Regions from separate parts of the Drosophila melanogaster genome. Here region 2 is linked to region 1. The links are chromatin contacts, called in public Hi-C maps. All regions are on one chromosome and are shown on one strand. The core of a region is the stretch at or near the end of the contact, and the rest is flanking DNA. Distances in the headings are between cores, read along the strand shown.

Region 1 (5,232 bases), core at 811-3,310:
CATTTACATTTTCGTAAACCTTTGAAAGGTTCCAGGCAGGCTTAGCAACTGAATAAAACGCGGCTGTCTTAAAGTCACGTCATGTGGGTGGTTCTGTGGGGGGGGGGGTGGCTTTACCATTGGGCGGTTGAATCTGCCGAGGGGCTGTGGCAGTAATGAGGCAACTGCAAAAGCAACAGCTTCATGTGCCGTGTGTTGTGTTAATGTTGTTAGGCTTTGGCATAAACCAGCATCTTCTTTTCAGCTAATGAGAAATCTGTCTCAGTTTCCCCAGCTAGCTCTGCACCCATATATCCTTCTCGCTCTTCAAGGACGTAATAAGAGGGTACAATATAATAAGCACGGCTGAAACATTGAAGGATTTTAATTAAATAGAACCGACAGCGTTTTTGGGCCTTGATGATGGCATAGAATTTATATCCGCATTCGTACGTGGTACAAAGAGATGAAAGTAATGCTCAAGTGGATGCTGATGTTGTCTCCTAATTTCAAGGATGCATGCTGGCACAAGATGCGGCACTTAGAATAAATTAAAAAAGGAGCCAAATAAAGACTAATTACAGTGGAGCGAATATTGAGACGTATTACCATCTACAAGGTTTTTTTTAGATTCTACATTATTGGGGGCCAATGCTAAAATATGGAAACTAGTATTGATATAGTACAAAATTATATTCCAAGGCAAAATACATTTCAAAAACACATTATTGATCACAAGTCGGTTCCAATAAAGTACAACTATTAAACAGTCTAATACTGTCATAAAACCAAGCAAACCTCTTATGGGCACACAAAGCTATCAAACCCTATCACGTATGAACACAAAACCAAAGAAAATCCATTAAAACAGCTACTAAACCGATTAATTAAAATAAACGATCCGTGAATCATCTGCGGCGAAGATCTTTCGGGCAAGCCCAATTTGGTTGGACTCACCATAGAAGACCAAAGTGTAATTGACCTTTTCAACCTGTGCTGGCGCATGGCAAATGCCAGCTGTACCCCAAGATGCGAAAGGTCACACTTGGCACGGACACAGATTCAAAACAGCTTCGGTCACACTCTGAGCATGCGCAGTTGGAGCTATGGACCAAACCGGGTCAACCGCCAAAAGAGGAGGAACTATCAATTTCATGGATATTATGACAGGGAACTTTTCACTCAATCATCACTTTCATAAAGACAACACTTTCCACAGCCCCGCGGGGCGATGTCTTCTCATCAATCAAGTTTGCCGTTCAACAATGATATTTTTATACAGCTCGAGGTGAGAACACGTTTTTGGGTAGCATCTTTTTATTCATATACATAGGTATCTGAGAGTAAGCTAAACTTTTTCACACATTTGCGCGGGTCTTAAACGAGCGCGTGATATCATCTCATGAGCGCGACTTTGGCTTTACTTTCCTCTGAGCCGTTGTTTATTCTTACCTGTTAAGATGGCTGCGAGACATATAAAAACGATCCGTGACATGATTTTGCTGCTGACTTCCTTTGGCTTCGCGTATTTTTTCTACTGAGCGTGAGCGTATAAGTAATCCCGGTTTTGTTTTTTTGGGTTTCCTTATATGTGTGTATGAATTTTTTTTCTTGGTGTCACTCAGGCGTTTGGTTGCACTTGCTTTAGCTTTTCATGCATAAAATATACGGCCAAGTACGTTTTGGTGGCACTTTACGGCCGCTGAGGCTCTGGTTTATATTTTTTATGTGACGTGTGGGTGTGTGTGTGTGTTTTGGGGTGTGCAGTGTGTGTTTGGATGCTTTTTTAACTCCTCGCTATTATTTGTTATTTTCAAGGGGTATATCCGATCGGTTGGTTTGCGCTAATCGAAGATTATGCCACACTTGTAAACACACACGGTGGGCCAAATGCCAGTGGCAGCGATAGTGCTCAATGGCCGGCTAACGCACACGGACGCAGGTTTATACGATTCCGACACGAATAACGATATCAAATCCCGAAATGCCGAACCCAAAATGCCGAACGACCGATGTGCCCACGCAATCCAAGAGCGACAGAGAACGACTGATAGGAGCAACAGTTACCAAACGACTGAATCCGCTCCGTGTTTATAAAGTTGCCAACATGGGCAGCGCAGCGGCCGCGACGTCGGCGCCAGCTGCGGCAGCGACAGCGGCAGCATGCTGCGAACACCAGGCGTATGCGTTTTTACATATGCAGTCGCTGGGGTTGCATGTTGCCGCTGGATGTTGCTGGCGTTTGTCGATGTTGCGGCTGCATGTTGCTGCCGCTACATGCGCGACGAGCTAGCAGCATTGCTCGTTCTAGTTTACGCTTTACAGCGACTGTGTGTACAGGGTACTTTTAAATTACGGGGGTATATGGACTTGAACACACTACCTAAAAATAATGGTTTCAATTTATAGCAGCTGCAGTTTTTTATAATTTATTTTTACAATTATTATTTAGGTCACAGGGAATTGGGTGGGTGCTAGGAATTTATAATCTTTTAATCAACGTTTACCTAGCAAAACAGTCTTTGCAGTGTGCTCCACTAATAAATATGTATTTTGTTGCTTATAATTTAAAATGTAAAGTGAATTGTTGAAAATAACAAACTCATTAGAGCTTAGCCTGCATCTCCGGTTTTGATGACACATCTATTTAGGTGGAAAAATTTAGGTGACTAACGTGTTCTATTTTCCTTTGCGTCATAACTGGAGTTCAAATAAAGTTTCTTAGCATGGTGCTAATTTAAATATTATGAGTATGGGTTTGTACAGTATTTATTTACCTAATATCTACAAGTTAGAAGCCGTTAATAGGTCGTATTTGACCCACAAATGGATTGATTTATTCCTAATACCATTTTTTAATATCTAATGTTAAATAGATGAAAAGTACATTTAACAGTAGAATCAATGGCCCAAAGTTCCGAAAGCATGTTTTTTTTTAAACCGCGTGATAATTTGCTACGACCCAATTGGTTAAGGTTAGGCAAATCAATAAATATAAATTAGATGGACAAAGAAACATTATTTCGGATCGACATAAACATGTGTTGCAAGTAAATAGAATTTAAACGGGCACTCCATACAGTGTAATACTTTCTGCCGCCGCTGTTCTTGTTGTTTAGTTTGATTTGAATTTGTTTGGCTCTTGTGCATTGTGTTGTTGCAGCTTTCGCTCTTGTTGTTATTGCTGGTATTGTTGGTGTTGTTGTTGATTTGGCCAAGTTTGCTTTCAGGCTGTCGCCGTTGCTGCTGCAACTGCCGGATTTCTGTCTATTTGTCGTTTGATAATCTACCCCCTTGCCGGCCGCCTCCTTGGATTTCGCCGGCTTTTGTTTGCCTGTCGTGTTGTCGAATGGCACACATACAAATTCCGACCGAGAGCGAATCTTTGGCACAGTGGCTCCTCGTTCTGGTTGCCGATTCCCGTTCCCAGTTTCCCGCTCCCTCTTCCGCAAATATTCCGCTGTGTTTGCCACAGTTCCAGATCCCCAGAATCGCCCGCAATGGGACTGTGACCTGAAACCCACTTCGATTAGAATGATGTAAACGCAGGCTCGATTTATGGCGAGAACAGTAAATAGTAAGCTACGCAGTACTTAGGAAGTTTGTAATGGCTACCAAATAGAGCGATCGTACAGCTTACATAATAATTATAGAGCCTTACATATTGCTTTAACTAAATTATTGTACGAAATTACTTGTGTATCAATATTGAGATACAGTGTACTGTACCTGTGGAACTCTGAAATGCCGCATCGCCGGACAACTATAAGCTTGGAAATATTTAAAGTGACCCGTATTTTCGCACCCTCACCCTGTGCGATTTCCATTTTCGATTCATTGCCCCATAATGTATTTACTTCTGCATTATTACACTTGCCATCGTGCACTCCCTGTTTGCCCCCGAAAACCAGGCAGCAAATAGTATTATCAAACATTTTAAATTTAATCAAAGCACACACATTCAATAAGCCTGGGGCCATATTTGGACTATGAAAAGGTAAGCCATGAAAAATGCATAGAAATTGCACACCCTATTGGATGAAAATAGGGTCGCGTGGACTAGAGAAATATAGCTGCATAAATGTTGATGTTTTCGAACTGTCATCTTTAAAAATATTATTTTTTCTAATTTTTATTTTGGTGCAAATGCCGTGGTAATCTGACCATCGTAGCCAAATTTGCAACACATTAAATATTTTCGTGGAGTTAGAGCATTTCAGTATGCGAAGTTTCCCTTTATTTAGTTTCAACTTAAATTTTTCCACTAATATTTTTGTTTGTTAGGTTTGCATTTAGCATGCAATAAAAATATCGCATGCTATAAGGTTTGTGATTTCAGGGCGCACACGACTGGAAACTGTATATTCCGGCTATGTGCCCGTGTCCATGGGCGGGCTTAAGGGGGATGAATGGTGGGATCGGTTGGGGATGATAGCCAGAGGGGTAGGGAACCAAGCTGCTGAGAGCAGCCAGCATGTGTTTATTGCCAGCACAAAATGATGATTATACGTAATGTGTAATGGTCAGAATGGCGAAAGAAGGAGTCGAAGGCGGTGGCGGGAAGGGACGGGACGGGATTCGGTGGCGTAGCTTTTCCGTAGCACTGAGTGCGGCGTGTAAAGCCCCGGAAAAGCAGCCGGAATAGCATCAAGCAGACGGCAAAAACAAACAGGAGGCATCTCCCGCCCGCCAGTGGCACATCCTTGGTCTCCTTGCCATTTTCCTGCTCCTGTTAGTCCTTCTGCTCCAGAAACACTCTATTCTCCACATGTGATGGCTGCATCACAACGGCGATGGCCCAAAGCAGCCAGCAACATAGAACATTTTTGAGGCTTGCATTCAATTTTTGCTTTGCATGCCATTTTACTTGGCCTAGCTCTTCATTTTTCGGCCTGCTAACTATCTACTTGGAAAAGTTTTCCCCACTAAAAAACATGCATTTAAAGATGTGTAAATAATATTTAGGAAATTAATAATCTTTAAGTTATATATGTTTATATGTTAAAAAACCGCTTTTATTAATTAACAAAAACATGTTGCATATCCAAAATGACAAGTTCTTACATTTGAAATTCTCCCACACCTGTCAAGCTGGAAATGAATCTCATTACGAGTATAATATCATTGCAAGTCATTTCCATGACACTTCACTCCATAAAAAAAAAATAATAAATAAAGTCCGCAAAACCAGAACCGAACCAAAAACAATATGGGAAGAGTTTATTGAAATGAGAAGCGCTTAGAAGTCCAAAA
Region 2 (5,323 bases), core at 2,792-5,291, 190 kb before region 1:
ATAAGAATGCCATAAAATTTTTTTTTAAAATATGACTAATGAAAGACAGAAAGTAATTGCATACTTTGTAGCAACTCAGTTAAATAATATGTTTACATATATTTATTTTTATTTTTTTTATTTTATTAAATCCTATACATTTGTATATCAATTGAAAACATTAAATTGAGAAGCAACAATCAGCCCGTGTAATTGTCAACTTTGTGATCTAAAAATATATCACAATAAATAATCTCGGCGACTAGTTGAGAGATAGCCTTCTCCTACAATCGCTTCTTGCCCTCGTTCAGTTTGTTAGAGGATTCCCCTTTGAGCCACCACTTGTGCACCCTCCTGATCATCCGCCATGGCAGCCAGATGGCAAGAAATGCGCCCAGCAACAGGCAACCCAAGACGTCGAGGAGCAGATACTGATGCAGGGGGATGAAGGCGCCGTGGGACTTCAGATGCCGCGCCCCACGATGCCGGATTATGTACTCGATCCAGAAGGTGGCCTCGTCCAGCGGATGTATGGGATTATCGCGGAATCGCTGCGATACCTCCAGAGCACTGCGCTTGTACTGGGGATCGTTGATCAGAGTCTCGATATTCCGCACCAAGTCATCAGTGGTGAGTTTGGAGAACACCAGCGATCGGGCATAGCCCTCCCTCACCGATTTAATAGTGTTCCGGTGCTGATCCCCGTACAGGGGTACGCACAGCATCGGAACACCCCAGTAAATACCCTCCTGGGTTCCAAAAATACCGCCGTGCGTGATGAAGAGCTTGACATTCGGATGGGCCAAAATGTCGTTCTGGGGCATCCATTTCTTGATCATCACATTCGAGGGCAGATCACCAATGGAATCGTTCTCGAACTTCCAAATCACTTGCTGCTTGAGTTGGCCGAATGCCTTGAGAATCAGCGCCGTTTTCTCCTGTGGTAAATCAGTGCTCTTTACATAGGAGCCCATGCTGAAGTAGATCACTCCGTAGGTGGCATTATCCAGGAAATTCTGGAGGTCAGTGGGCAGTTGTTTGGGCTTCTGAATGTGCGCCCCACCCACGTCAATGAGTCCGGGCATACTTGGCCTCGGAAGATCGATACTACGGTGAGCATTAATCAGGACTAGGGAAATATTTCGCTCCAAGTCAAGAACATTAGGTAGAGGTCCTTTAACGAAACAAAAGTAATATATAAATTTATGTTTATTAAGGTATCTCATGCTAACTTACCTTCAATTGATCCCTGGAAATACTTTTCTGCCAATTTTTGCATTTTGGGCAGGTACACCCATCGTCTCATGACCGCATCGTACAGAGATAAGTAGGCATTATAAGCTCGCTGGCCAAAGGTCATACGATCTGTATGGGAAAGCAGAAGATGGGGAATCAAGGACCAAGGCGTCAGAATGCCCATTGCGTGATCTATATTATCAGCATAACCCATGGTGCCAATTGTGACCACTGGACAATTGAACCTCTTGCCGAACATCAGGAAGGCCTCATGGAAAAACTGCTCTATGATGACCAAGTCATAGTGATCATCTTTGCTCTCAATCAGCTTCTTCACTTTGGGATCCTTGAAAGCGTGCTCCGTGGTCATTAGTCCAATGGTCCACCAGAGCTCTAGGTTGTTGAAATCGCTAACAAACTGCATCGAAAATATGTTCTCCTTCGGAACTAAAATAATAAAAGTCATGTATTTAAATTTCATGCTATTTATATATGTATAATACTCACAGTGTTTGGGTATGTCAAAAGAGGGACTAATGATAATCTCCGTCAGATTTTCGTGGGGATGCTTGGTGGGATGGTTATTCACACTGGTCACATGATGTCCTTGACGCAGAAGATCGTTCTGGAAGTGCTCCAGCCAGAGCCAATGACTTGGAGCTGGAAATGGACCCATGAAGAGTATTCGGGAGCCAGCTCCAAATTCCAGCAGACCGATCAGGAAGATCAACATCCAACATTTCCACTGCAGCTGCATCTCCATCTGATTTGAAATCAACATGGACAATTAACAACATCAATTAAACAGTACGCCGAGTAGGGTAAAAAGTCGCGTTATTAGCGTCAAATTAACATTAGCTGCAGTTTATGTTCGGTGTTTGATTTCGTTATTTACATAAAGCACTTTACTTTGCACATTCTGATTGCAAATGATAGTGTTATTGATGAGATTTCTGGTTTGATGGATCGCAAGATCAGGTGGAAAATGAATATGCTGCACATGAAAGGGAAACTGCTACAATAGTATAATTAATTAAGCTCAACACTTTTATGAACACCTAACATACGGCCATATGTTTTTTGTTGGCTTGGCATAAATAAATATTAAATCTGTAACGCAACTAATATGGAATTCATATCTGATCTGGTCTTTTTCGCATTCAGCGACTTATACACTCAGTCCGTTAAATGAACACACCTCTCTGGCTTTCTGTCATAGAATTTAATCTGATTGAAATGCAGCACGGTAATTTCATCATTTTAAAATTAGCAATTAATATTGAAGTGGACCAGAAAGCTTGTTAGCTTACCCGCCTTATATGGTATGTCTCCCATTATACCATCATTAAGGTGTTAATTTCCAGACATCGTACAATTCCTGAACATCATGCAAGTTTTATAATGTTTACCCATTCCTAATCTTATTTTTCTTTTCGCTATCAGAAAGTGGGTCAAAATACGTAAACTATAAAAAGATTGTACGTGCTTACTCGACCTTAAGATAAATCAAATCGTCGAAATCAAATAAGGTTTAATTGGATTTAACGTTTCGTAATTTAATTACATTTAGCTTAAGTGTAACCATTTGCAATATTTATGGGATTTTGTTTAATTAAATATTTAATTTTATTGAACAGTTTAGCGCGTGTTATTTCCAGCCGGAATTTATTTGTATTTACGTTGACACACTGTAACAGAAAGCTGAACTGAAATACAAGTAAACATGCAACAAGTTGTCGTCATTGAGGCGAGCTGATAAATCGCATGTGGAAATAATTTTGTCATCACAGCCCGTATTTCGCATTGCATTTTACTGTTATACTTAAAAGCGAAATTCTATTTCCTTATATTAGCTACAGCTGAGAGCATTTTGTTGTTGTATGTAATTCCAACTGAAATGCAAGCTATGTAACTAAGTTTTTAGAGGCTTTGGTCAAGGTTGCAAATTATGGCATAATTGTTTATAATTTGTTCATTACGTGCCAACGCTAATTGTTTAAAGTTGGGGAATTTAAATTACTTAATTTTAATTATTTTGAGTGCTGGGATGGTGGATAGATCTTGTAACACTTGAAAAGACTTGATGGTTAAAAGGGTCAAAGCTAATGTTTTTTGAAAGTAAAACTTTTTGTGTGAGATGAATGTGAAAGTTTTGGTGATTATGAAATTGCTTTTTTTCCTTCTTTATTTTGCAAAAATTTCAACAAAATACACTTTATAATGCTTAACTAAGCCCTTTTACATTACCGGAATTAAAAAATGCAATGAAAACTGGTTACGATTTTTTTAATGACCTAATTAGTACAATTATAGCAATTTAAACTAACCTATTAATCTTTAATGATATTTTCTAGGTCGAAATAAATAAAATTGTGGAAATCCAGCTCTTGGAGCTGCAAACTTTTTTGGATTTATTATTCTCGATGGTTTGGAATTTCTGGTAATCAAATGCTTCCCAAAAATTGTTGTGTTATGCAAACACGTTTAAGCAAATCCAAAGGGATTTATTTAATTATTTAATATTATTATTGAGTAGAATCGTATCATTGAATAGAAAATTCAATTTCATATAATGAATATTTTATTGTATGATTTATTTTTAAGCACCTGAATTGTAGATTTCTTTATTTATTTTCGCTTTTCTAATGTCTGATTTATATTGCTTGTTTATTTATTAACCTTAAGTGTATTCAATTGCCTTTGTCTCACAGCAATAGCACCAGAAAATATTTGCACTTGGAATTAAACAAAATTAGCACGTTTCGAATTCAAAATGAATTTTAGCCCGAAACGCGACCGTTGGGCACCAAAGTGCGGTTATCACTAAACTCGGCGGCACAAAGCCCCGAACACCTCAACTTAATCAGCATTAGCCTCAGTCAAAGTCTCAGTCTCAGTCGACGCCAGCAGATGCAAAATGCATATACAAGCAAAAGCTTAGACGTATCTGTGGGATTCGAGTGTTAGTGCCGCCCTGGCACAGAGATACAAAAATACAAAGGCGAATCAACCGGCGACGCTCATTGTTTGCCCTAATCTTATTTGATTTTGATTGTCTCGTATGTGTGCTGGGATAATTACAATATTGATACAGTTGATTGCAAGTGTTGCCAAAATTATTATTACCTGTCAGTTTCCCTCCTTACACATACACAGATGCCCACTCACGTGTCGGTCGACAGATCAGCAATTGCAAACATATAATTTGTACTGCGAAATAGAATTGGCCAATTGGCCAATGAACTTTCGACAACGGAGTTAAAAAATTCATCAGAGTGCGAGTTTCAACAATAAACAAAAAACGAACAAGCCAAACAAGAATTGGGTCTTATCGACAAAACAAAGAAACCAATTTTAAAACATTGGTAATTTATTAAATCAATCATGAGCTTCTAAGGAGCATAGAAAGAAGTTTTCTGATATCAGGATACAGTGATCCCCCTATTTAGTTAAAACTAATAATGTAAACAAGAAAGAAATCGGTAAACTGCCAGAAATATATTATTGGATATATCCCTATATATCCCTATATAAAGACAAATGTTTTAAAAATAGTATCATTGAGACTATAAGAGCATTTTAGGTTCTGTAACTTATTGTTATCATTTGGCAACGATGAGCCATTCACATTCTTATCAACTAAGAATTTAATAAAAAAATAAATTACTAAAATATAAACCACTTCAGGATCTTGCAATAAATCACGACTTTCTATGTATCAGTTGCTTTCCCAGGGGATTTCCGTGGGCAATTACTAATCGCATTTCCTTGTTCGTCAGAATTAAAACAATGCCCATCGATTGAGTTCGCTAAAAACGTGTTTTATTTGCAAACGGAAAGGAAACCCGACATTTTTGATGGGTACATTACATGTATAACACGAATTTAATGCACTGTTATTTGTGCATTCACCTTGGAAGCGGTCAAGTTCACTTCACGATAAGTCATATCATTTAATGATAATTAATGTTTGTTGACTTTTTATGGTAAGCAAACAAATGGAGAGGAGAAATGCCAAGATAACACAAATGGCATAAAGCCCACTGAGAACATGCAACAAATTAAGAAAAAGAGGGGAATTAATATAAGGCAAGCTGAAAGAACTCAA

Evidence for each region. Hi-C and Micro-C count contacts between places; a contact is called where the count stands out from the background.
Region 2: a Hi-C map of the Kc167 cell line shows a contact between it and region 1, with 1.9 times the contacts expected there. The contact joins the promoter of Ugt301D1 here to the promoter of Fas3 in region 1. A contact is called at or near these places in 5 of 107 Hi-C or Micro-C datasets (the Clone 8 cell line, the Kc167 cell line, the S2 cell line and 1 more).

What each region holds. Positions count from the first base shown.
Region 1 is chr2L:18,316,930-18,322,161 of dm6, reverse strand. Fas3 (Fasciclin 3) reads right to left here and starts at 2,060. Exons shown (of 8, transcript NM_165250.4): 1 at 1,432-2,060. The coding sequence starts at 1,474.
Region 2 is chr2L:18,508,278-18,513,600 of dm6, reverse strand. It overlaps Ugt301D1 (UDP-glycosyltransferase family 301 member D1), which reads right to left and starts at 4,041. Exons shown (of 4, transcript NM_001259150.2): 1 at 3,895-4,041; 2 at 1,723-1,978; 3 at 1,216-1,662; 4 at 89-1,153. The coding sequence starts at 1,978. The coding sequence ends at 264.